3 separate regions of the Hordeum vulgare genome follow, and all the other regions are linked to region 1. The links are chromatin contacts, called in public Hi-C maps. All regions are on one chromosome and are shown on one strand. The core of a region is the stretch at or near the end of the contact, and the rest is flanking DNA. Distances in the headings are between cores, read along the strand shown. Region 1 holds the start of LOC123425565. Region 2 holds the start of LOC123425569 (protein BZR1 homolog 1). Region 3 holds the start of LOC123429802 (geranylgeranyl pyrophosphate synthase, chloroplastic-like).

Region 1 (3,241 bases), core at 376-2,875:
GCATCCAGTTTGTTACAGGGATGCTCATGTTAAGAAACATGGTTCCATGAACATAAGTCAATCCTATTGATACAAGTTAGATGATACATTTGTAAGGAAACAGAAGCTGTTCTCAAAGATGCATATTTTTTGCATCCATACATTCTGCAGATATGTGCTACCGATATTTATGCTGTTATTAGCTAAAGGTCTTCTATGTGAAACTATTGATTTTACTTCTCTTAGATGATACTGCTTCTTTGGATAGTTTTGAACCTTTTCAAACTTCTCTGTTACAATCTTGTTTATACCAGCAAAGTTTTCTTCCCCGCCTTCCCATCCTTGATCATATCATCTGATACAAAAGAGTATTTTGTTTCATATGCATATTCGAGTGTAGTTTGCTTTAGGAATTTAATTCCCAACTAACTAATTTTTGTTATCTTTTTATTCCTGTTCAGGACACAAGGCTTCCTTGCACTCTTCACTGGTGACACTGGTGAGATTCGTGCAGAGGTTAGGGAGCAGATTGACACAAAAGTTGCCGAGTGGAGAGAGGAAGGGAAGGCTGAGATTGTTCCTGGTGTTCTGTTTATCGATGAAGTCCACATGCTAGACATCGAGTGTTTCTCCTTCCTGAACCGTGCTTTGGAGAATGACATGGCTCCGATCCTCGTTATTGCGACGAATCGAGGCATTACAACCATACGCGGGACCAATTACCGGTCACCACATGGTATACCGACCGATTTCCTCGACCGCCTCTTGATCATCACGACACAGCCATACTCGGCGGAGGAGATCCGGAAGATCTTAGACATCAGGTGCGAGGAAGAAGACGTTGAAATGTCTGCCGAGGGCAAGGATCTGCTCACGAAGATTGGTACCGAGACCTCGCTCAGGTACGCGATCCAGCTTATCACTTCTGCCGGCCTGGCCTGCCAGAAGCGCAAGGGCAAGGTGGTGGAGATGGAGGACATAAGCCGGGTGTACCACCTGTTTCTGGACGTGAAGAGATCGACACAGTTCTTGATCGACAGCCAGAGTGACTACATGTTCAGTGAAGTGCAAGGGGATTCAGATGGGGATGACGCCATGCAGCCCTAGACGGGAATTTTTGCAATGTAACTGTGGGTTGGTTTGTATGGCTCGTGTATCTTGTGGATTCTGCTTGCTCGTTTAGATTAGTGTTAAGCGTGAGATGATTTTACCTGAAGGCACGGTTGATGGGTGCTGTGAGCTATGTTAACGGCTGTAACCGGTGACTTCACAGTTGAGTGTATCCTGAGGAATCTTCCGTCTCAGGCTTGTCCGTTCAGTTCTTTTCCATTTTTTGTTACGTGCGTCATCAGTTTATATGTCGTTTCTGTTTGGTGGGAAAAGGTGCAGGATAATTAGGGATTACAAGCTGCAGTTAGAACGGCTGTGCAGCAACCAGCATGTGTCCTTGGAAGGTGTAAAAAGTGTCTGAAACCGTAGTAGTCTGCCCCTGACATGCTACTGGCCGAGAATGGTCTGATCTGAATAATGGAAGCAAGGTACAGTAGCTGTGAAACAGGATTTAGATCGCATCTGCCCAAGATGAAATGAGCTGCTGACTGACGATTCTAATCTGAAGCGGGACAATACTCAATTGGGCGCGTCTTCTAGAGGCAGACACACACGCACGGTACCACGCCACCGCATAGCACAAAGGCGATTTCGCAAGCCGCGCGGCGCGGCACACGCGGTCGCCGGCGCGATCGATCGATCATTGAGAGGCCGCCACGGCCGGGCTCGGTGCTCCGGGCCGCGCGTGCGCCCCCCCGCGCTCGGGGCGACGTGGTTCCGCTCCGTGGTGGGGTGGGGCCCTCGTCCTTCTCTCGGGAGTCGGGACATTGGACAGCACCATCAACAAAGGAAACCGTCCTCGCTTCCCCCCCATTCCCCACCTCCTTCCCCTCATCCCCCCTCCCCCACTATCCAACAGAGCAGCCCACGCTCTGCGCCACCTCCTCGACCGACCCGATCGCTCCCCGCCGCCGGCGCCATGGAATCCAGCGACCCCAGCTCCGCCGCAGGTACGCCCGCCCCTCTCTCCGCGGCCTCGTCCAACTGGATTGCTGCCCGGGACAGCTCGATCGCCCGTCCGGTCCGACCCCCCCTGCGCCCATTTTGTCTCCGTTTGCTTCAGCTGCTTCGCGCGTGGGAGCTGCCGCAGTAGGACTAGCGAGCGCCGGTGTTCGCGTGTCGGCGGTGGCGAGGCTGAAATCTACCGCGCACGAGCTGAGGCTGCCTTGTGCCGCGCAATGCGTCGAGCTTGCTCGCTGTTACCCTCGGCATCCGCGTGTATACAAGGGTCGGTTATCGTCGTATATATCAGCATTACGATTATAAGTTTGGCTCCAGCCTCATCACTGAGCACAGCTTGGGTGGAGGTGTTGTAGCTAGTGTGGATTTCAATTATTATTTTCAGATGGGATTGGTCATTGGTCTGATCCCATGCTGTTCTCAGTTCTGAGCTTAAGAGAGTGTACCCGTTCAGTTTAGTGATCACCTAAGGGCACAGATTGGTCATTAGGCACACACTCCATGCGGGCTTAATGCCGCTCACCTATACTATATGATATCCTGGTTATCTGCGTACAACTGGATTTCAGATGGGATTGGTCATTTGTCTGATCCCATGCTGTTCTCAGTTCTGAGCTTAAGAGAGTGTACCCGTTCAGTTTAGTGATCACCTGCAAACCGAATCCATCTGTTGGTTCACACATAGTTTCCAGCAAGCAGATGCGATTGCAAACTAAGAAATGAATCATGTAAGGCATCATCCCACTGAGTGAATGCGTAAAAAGCCTACCTATTTTTTCCCTCTCTCCCAGCTTATTGAATTCTTAGGCACCCACTCCATGCGAGCTTAATGACGCTCACCTATACTATACGATATCCTGGTTATCTGCGTACAACTGAATTTCGACTCCTCGTAGAACTGGGACTAATCCATGCATCCATATTTATCAGGCACTTTGGGTTCAGATTCAGACAATGTTAGGAGATGGTAGCCAATGATTCACCTAACTGTCCGTTTGCCTAATTCCCTAGTTGTAAGCTATAACCCAGGAATTATGGTTTAGTTGTACAAGGCATGTGCACCATGATGAAGGTGTTCTAGTTGCATCAGGAAAACAGGCACAATATTTAAAAGCTTACATAGTTTATGCATAACTTGCACAGTCAATATTTTCTCAGTCTGTTTGTTCTGAAATACAAGTATTGGAGCCTC
Region 2 (3,241 bases), core at 395-2,894, 930 kb before region 1:
GAAGAACCCAGCTACTAGCTACATCCATGAATGAATAATGAAGCAATCCATGGCCAGCCGATTGAGATGAAGGATTGTTTCGGATCCCTTTTCTTTGTCCGAGGAATCGAACAACAGATGCATCCATCCCCTACTAAACCTAGAATGAACGAATTGCGCAAATCGCAGCAGCAATGGCCGATCCAACAACCACCACGATTTAGCTTGTGCTTGACGAGGACTCGAGGTTCATGAAAGAACCCATTTTCCGATCATTGGCCGGCAAGTTCTGGAAGTGCCAGTGCGGATGGCCGTCATTTTGAGCCGACGCCGAGCGTGAGCTCAAGCTCCTCGGCGGCGACCTCATGGATCCTTTCCCCTTCCCACGGCGTCACCCTCCCCTTGTCGAACTCGAATTCCGGGCCGCCTCGGCCCCTCTCCCCCGCCATTCCCTCCATCTCCATGGAGTTTGAGCTGGAGGCGCCTAGGTTGACGAGGTTGTACGCGGGGGACGTCGGCGCCGTCGTGGCCATCTGGAAGCTGATCCACCGGCCAGAGTCCACCGTGGAGACGTCCGACTCGTCGCACTCCGGTATCGTGTCCGGATGCTCGTGCCGGCGGCCACGGGTGGGGCTCGCCGGCGCGGAGAGGGCGAAGAACGGGTGCCGGAACGGGTCGACCTCCCAGTCGGGCTTCAGGATCTTGGGCGGGCGCGACGCCGTCGGCGACGAGAGCGGCGGCGTCACTGGCGCGCTGTTGGAGACCCGGAGCGGGGGCAGGTTGGGGAGGCCACGGAGGAACGGGAGGAGGCAGGCGGGGCTCGGGTTGTCGAGGCGCGTGGGGCTCGGGAAGCTCGACGAGGCCGGGCTGGCGTGGTAGGAAGGCACCGGGCTCGGGAACGACGACGACGGCGCGCTGAGCAGCTGCGAGGACGAGCAGGGGCTCATGCCCGCCGACGAGACCCCACCGAACGGCCCGGACGACGGCGGCTTGTATCCCTGCCACGAATCGAACCACACAATCAGATCTACACATCCAAGCAAAAGCAAGCCCAGCTAGATCCAGGAAACGGAGGGAGGGAAGAAACATGGGGGTGAGGGCGATCTCGATCTCGAGAGCCGAGACCAAGAAACGAGGTCTAACTCGGTCTGACCTTGCGGTAGGTGGTGCCGTCGTCCTCCACTACCCATCCGGCCTCGCGGCAGAGCTCCTTGAGCACCTCGTTGTTGTCGCAGTGCTTGGGGAGCTTGTAGTTGCCGAGCGCGCGGAGGCCGGTGAAGATCTTGGCGGCGATGGCCCGGCGCCGCCGCTCGCGCCGCTTGTTGTTCTCCCGCTCCTTCCACGTCGGCGTCCGCCCCAGCCCGGCGTCCGCCTCCGCAGCCGCCGCCGCCGCCGCCGCCGCCCGGGCAGCCCCCGACGTCATGCTAGCCCGCTAGCTCCCCTGCTCCGTCCGCGCTGCTCTGCTCTGCTCTTTCTCCGTCCGGTCCCTTCCCTTCTCTCTCCACTTGGCCTAGCTCGTTTCTTTAATGGTGAGGTGGGGCGCTACAGTGAGGGAGGGAGGGAGCTGCTGCGGCGTGGAGTGGCGTGGTGTGTGATGAGCTGAGCTGAGCTGAGCTCTCTCTCTCTCTCGTGTGGGGTCGTCTGGGCTGGCTCACGAGGAGGGTACGGCGACCCCTGCTTTATTGCGACTGGATTAGCCAGATTTTCTACTGGTGATGTCCGGGACGGGCCGGGCCTACCTCTCCCTCTCCATCTTGGCGGGCACGGCTTTTGAGGACGGTGAGTGTGAACTACGTACGCTCTTTCTTTGACGTGAGTGCGAGTGGTGCTCTGCGTGCCTGTGCCTGTGCCTGTGCCCGGTGCATTGGGATTTGCCCGACGAATTTTACGGCCGGTGTAGTCTAGATTTCGGTACGTACACAACCAACGAGGAGTATCTAGGGGTGCAAAGTGCGTGCGTAGAAAGTCGGTTTGTAAAATGCCGTCGATCGACCAAGGGCTGTGTGTGTGGCTTGGCAGATTTACCAAATACTATCCCATAGGCCTCGTTTGGTTAAGGGGATTGGAAGGTTTTAAGATGGAAGGATTTTAAGGGATTGGTTGAATCTCTTTATTCCACCCAATCCTCTCAAATTTCTGGGATTTTGTTTTCACTAGTCCTCCAAAGAGGATTTTGAAACACATAAATAGAAAGGGATTGAAGGGGAACGGAGGGGATTCGCCTAAGCAAACCCCTCCTACCAAATGGACGTCCGAGGATCTGTGGGGTTTCTGAACCCTCCGGAGATTTTCCTCTCAAAACCTCCCCAATCCCCCTTAACCAAACGAGGCCTAAGGCCTGCTTTGGTTAAGGGAGATTAAGGCCTGCTTTGGTTAAGGGAGATTGGGGAAGTTTTGAGAGAAAAATCTCCGACAGGGCCAGAAACTCCACAGATCCTCGGGCGCCCATTTGGTAAGAGGGGTTTGCTTAGCACAATCCCTCCGTTCCCCTTCAATCCCTTTCTATTCATGTATTTTAAAACCCTTCTCGGAGGACTAGTAGAAGCAAAGACCCGGAATTTTTAAGAGGATTGGATGGAACAAAGGGATTCACCCATTCCACTGAAATCCACCTCTCAAAACCTTCCAAATCCCCCTTAACCAAACGAGCCGTAAGAACATGCGCAAACTTCTCCGTGCAAGAAACTCCACCTAACATGTTCGGGCCATTCTCTCCGAGAAAAAGAAAAATGCTCGGCCCCACCCTCGCGCGTGGAGTTGTAGCCCCCAACGCCGCCGTCTTGGAATGCCGTCCGTTCACACCAATCATTTTCTGCTCGGAGACGGGGAAATGCACTGTACGTACGTACAGTATGCCGCGATTAACTAGTTAGCCACGGGCCAAAATCTACACCTTCGAGTATATTTATACTTTAACGGGGCCTGGATCGACGGCGATGCCAGTGCCAAGTGGAAGGACGCGCTCTCTACTGTAAGTTTTGTTGCTTTGACACCTAAACCTCGTTGATTTACTATAGTACTGCCTAACGTACACTCCTACTACGTACGAATGCCTGCATGCGCCTACGCGCCACCACTTGTTTATGCCGCCACGGCGTCCTTGGCCGTAATACAATTGTTTTGTACAGTCTGACGGTCGGTGACAGAGAGCCGAATGGATAATTCGGCTGCAGACGCGGGACCATCTGCCGGGTCGCCGTTCTGGTGGAGGTTTGACCGAGAGGTTTACGCGTTGTGCACCTATTTCGAAGGTGGGATAGCA
Region 3 (3,241 bases), core at 394-2,893, 700 kb before region 1:
GACATAAAGCCTGATTCCCATTATAATGTCTTGGCTATCTCAATGGGACATTGGTATTTGCCACCTAACTCATGTGGCATTTGTCACCTAAATATTCTCATGACACATCGGTAGAAAACTAAACTAGTATATATGAGAGGAAGAATTCAGATATTCCTCAAATCCCAGACTTGATGTTCTTACAAAGTTACAGATCAACAACGAACAACAGAATAACCATCACCTTAGTTCTGCCGATAGGCAATATAATTGGCCAAGTACAATAGCGGTGCTGCCTTCTCTTTTTCAAAATAAGCAAGTTGCTCCTTTGCATCAGAAAGCAACTTTTCCGCAAATTCCCGCGATTTCTCCAACCCTAGTAACTTGGGGTATGTCGTCTTGTCACTCGCCAAGTCCTTCCCAGCTGTCTTCCCTAGCTCCTCTGATGACTTGGTGACATCAAGAATGTCATCAACCACCTGGAACAGCAACCCAATTGATCTGGCGTACTTGCGCAACCGCTCGATCTGCTCCTCCGAGCCACCCCCAATGATTGCACCAATAACCACAGAGGCCTCAAGCAATGCAGCGGTCTTGTGCAGATGAATGTACTCAAGGCGGTCAAGTGGTACAGGCTCAGTTGAGCCAGTCATCTCCAGATCAACAACCTGACAAAAAGTTGACGCCCATTTTTCAGAAATGTGACAAGTTAAGTGGCACGACCTATGTTTAGGATAGTTTCAATCTCTAACCCAACTGTACGGAGATACCTATGCAAATCATGCTTCTTAGAAAGGCATTCGATTCACAGAATTAGCACATTCCTAATTTGTACTTTTTTCGGTGACGAGATCGAATAGAATCTCTGCTGACCTGGCCGGCGACGAGGCCCTCTGATCCGATGCAGCGCGCGAGCTCACCAATGGCGCGGACGACGCGGGCGGTGTGCTTGGCGGGGTCAACGTCCGGAGGGTAGGAGTCGACGCTGGCCATGTGCTGGAAGGCGAGCGCGAGCAGGGCGTCGCCGGCGAGCACGGCGATGGGCTCGCCGAACATGACGTGGCAGGTGGGCTTGCCGCGGCGGAGGTCGTCGTCGTCCATGCAGGGGAGGTCGTCGTGGACGAGCGACATGGTGTGCACCATCTCGACCGCGGCGGCGGGGGCCATCGCCCAGGCCTCGCGGCCGCCGGACACGACGCAGGCGGCCAGGCAGAGGGCCGGGCGCACGCGCTTGCCGCCGGCCAGCAGCGCGTAGCGCATCGCTTCGTGGAGCGTCGCGGGGGGCTCGCCGGCAGGGACGGCGGCGTCCAGGGCGCCGTTCACGGCCACCGCCCGCTCCCCCATGTAGGCCTTGAAGTCGAACTCGGTGGCCGCGGGGGCGGTCGCCGCGGCGACGATGGCGGAGAAGCGGCGCTGGTGGAAGGAAGGCCCGGCCGCGGCGACGACGACGGCGGCGGGCGCGGCGACGGGGAGGAGCGGGGCGGCGAGGCGGACGCGCGAGGCGACCAGCGGGTGGAACGCTGCCATGGCTCTCGGGGTTTTTTAGTGCGGGGAGAGGATGGAGATGGCCCCCGTGGGCTGCGAGGCCTTCTTCTCTTATCTGTAAGTAGAGTAGAAGCGAAAGGGGAAACTCTGGCACGGGGCACACCGGGTGGGCAAGGGGCAGTGGTGCTAACGGCGAAGCGTGGAGCGCCCTTTTTATAAGGAGAAAATAACGTGATGCGTTGTGCCACGCCATGGTTTCCTTTGCTTTTCTTTGACATTTTCTCTTGTTTGTCTTCTCACGACTTTGCACGTGATGACGCCAAGCGTTCGTCTAAATCTCCAAGCAAAGTAATCGGTTACCAGTGCATATGGAAATTTTCTGCAGAAAAAAACAGGCGCGTGGAAATGGAGCATCTTGTACGCAATTTAATTTTGGGAGGGGTGTATGGTAGGATGAGATCAAACGGAATATTATGGGAATTGATTCTTTCAAGCGAATTTGGTGTGAGTTCTGACATGTTAAACCAACTATTTGTTGTTATACAAGTATTACCTCTATTCCTAATTATAAGATGTATTTTGCGGTTCACATTCGAACCGAACTGCAAATAACGTCTTATATTTCGAAACATAGTGAGTACTATTATTATTTAATTTCTTATATAGGATATGCTTTTTTTCAAGACACTTTTCTTTCTTCAAAAGTCTAAATATTCTCAATTTCGACAATGGAGTTGCTTCATGGTTCTACTTTCCCCTTCTGACATGGATGTACCATGCTTCAATGAAATTCCTCTTTTTAGCACGAATGTACTTCCTTTCTAGGAGGAATCCAGTTCCTTGTATATGCCTTTGGTGATCCAAAGAAATAAACTCGACAAAAATGACGTACATATGATCTTTCTGTCATTTGAATATCTATCTTATGGTTTGTTGGTTTAATTATGAATACTTGCTTCATACTCTCTCTCTCTCTCTCTCCATCCCATATTAATTGAGGGAGTACATCTGTGTCATGCGAAACTTCTTGAAATAGCACAAAATATTTTTCAAAATATGTTTCGTCGAACATGACATTTGTAAATTTAATTGAAATAGTTTTGTTATTGCTTATCTCAAACATGGAATCATGTTACCCTAATTTTGTCACATAAACAGAAGGTCAACTTCGATAAAAAGGAACAACGGCATCTCCTAGAACATAAATCCATATGAATCCAAGACTTTTGGATTGTAAGAAAAAGGCATAAGAATAAAAACCGTTAAAGGCGAAAGGCCCTCCCATGTCATACTGAGGGGAGACAGAAAACTACACGCGCATTGGATGAATGGGAAAGAGCACATATTGGTGCTAATGATCGGGCAAAGGATGGGGATGCCCCCATGTGTTGCACAACCATCTCTTATCTATAGAAGCCAAGAGGGAAAACTTTTGCACCAGTGGCAATGATGGTAACATCGAAACTTGAGCACTTTTGTAGAATGTGATACAATGTACGAGGGCATGATTTCTTTTCTTCCTGATTTTCTCATGTTTGTCATCTTTTGATTTGCACATAATAACGCCAATCATTTGTCTAAATCTCCAAGTAAATTGCACATAATGATGATAATGGATTACCAAAATCTCCAAGAAAAATAGTTTTACTAATGCATATAGGACGTTCTAATCAATTCCATTTTGACAGCCATGACAATTTACCACATGTTGTCAATGGACATACCCCCGGGTGTTGCACACCACCGACAAAATAAGAAGAAGCTTCTTGTGGAGAGG

What was found. A called contact is a pair of places that touch in the nucleus more often than the background predicts.
Region 2: a contact with region 1 is called in a Hi-C map of seedling, with 6 times the contacts expected there. The contact joins the promoter of LOC123425569 here to the promoter of LOC123425565 in region 1. A contact is called at or near these places in 2 of 6 Hi-C or Micro-C datasets (leaf and seedling) and 1 of 1 datasets of contacts at active chromatin or transcription factors (embryo).
Region 3: a contact with region 1 is called in a Hi-C map of leaf, with 8 times the contacts expected there. The contact joins the promoter of LOC123429802 here to the promoter of LOC123425565 in region 1. A contact is called at or near these places in 4 of 6 Hi-C or Micro-C datasets (leaf and seedling) and 1 of 1 datasets of contacts at active chromatin or transcription factors (embryo).

The regions. Positions count from the first base shown.
Region 1 is chr2H:139,786,184-139,789,424 of MorexV3_pseudomolecules_assembly, reverse strand. LOC123425565 reads left to right here and starts at 1,625. Exons shown (of 16, transcript XM_045109255.1): 1 at 1,625-2,039. The coding sequence starts at 2,009. It overlaps LOC123425566 (ruvB-like 2), which reads left to right. Exons shown (of 2, transcript XM_045109258.1): 2 at 441-1,313. The coding sequence ends at 1,086.
Region 2 is chr2H:140,718,863-140,722,103 of MorexV3_pseudomolecules_assembly, reverse strand. LOC123425569 (protein BZR1 homolog 1) reads right to left here and starts at 1,644. Exons shown (of 2, transcript XM_045109260.1): 1 at 1,133-1,644; 2 at 1-977. The coding sequence starts at 1,402. The coding sequence ends at 294.
Region 3 is chr2H:140,486,971-140,490,211 of MorexV3_pseudomolecules_assembly, reverse strand. It overlaps LOC123429802 (geranylgeranyl pyrophosphate synthase, chloroplastic-like), which reads right to left and starts at 1,643. Exons shown (of 2, transcript XM_045113791.1): 1 at 853-1,643; 2 at 1-647. The coding sequence starts at 1,506. The coding sequence ends at 225.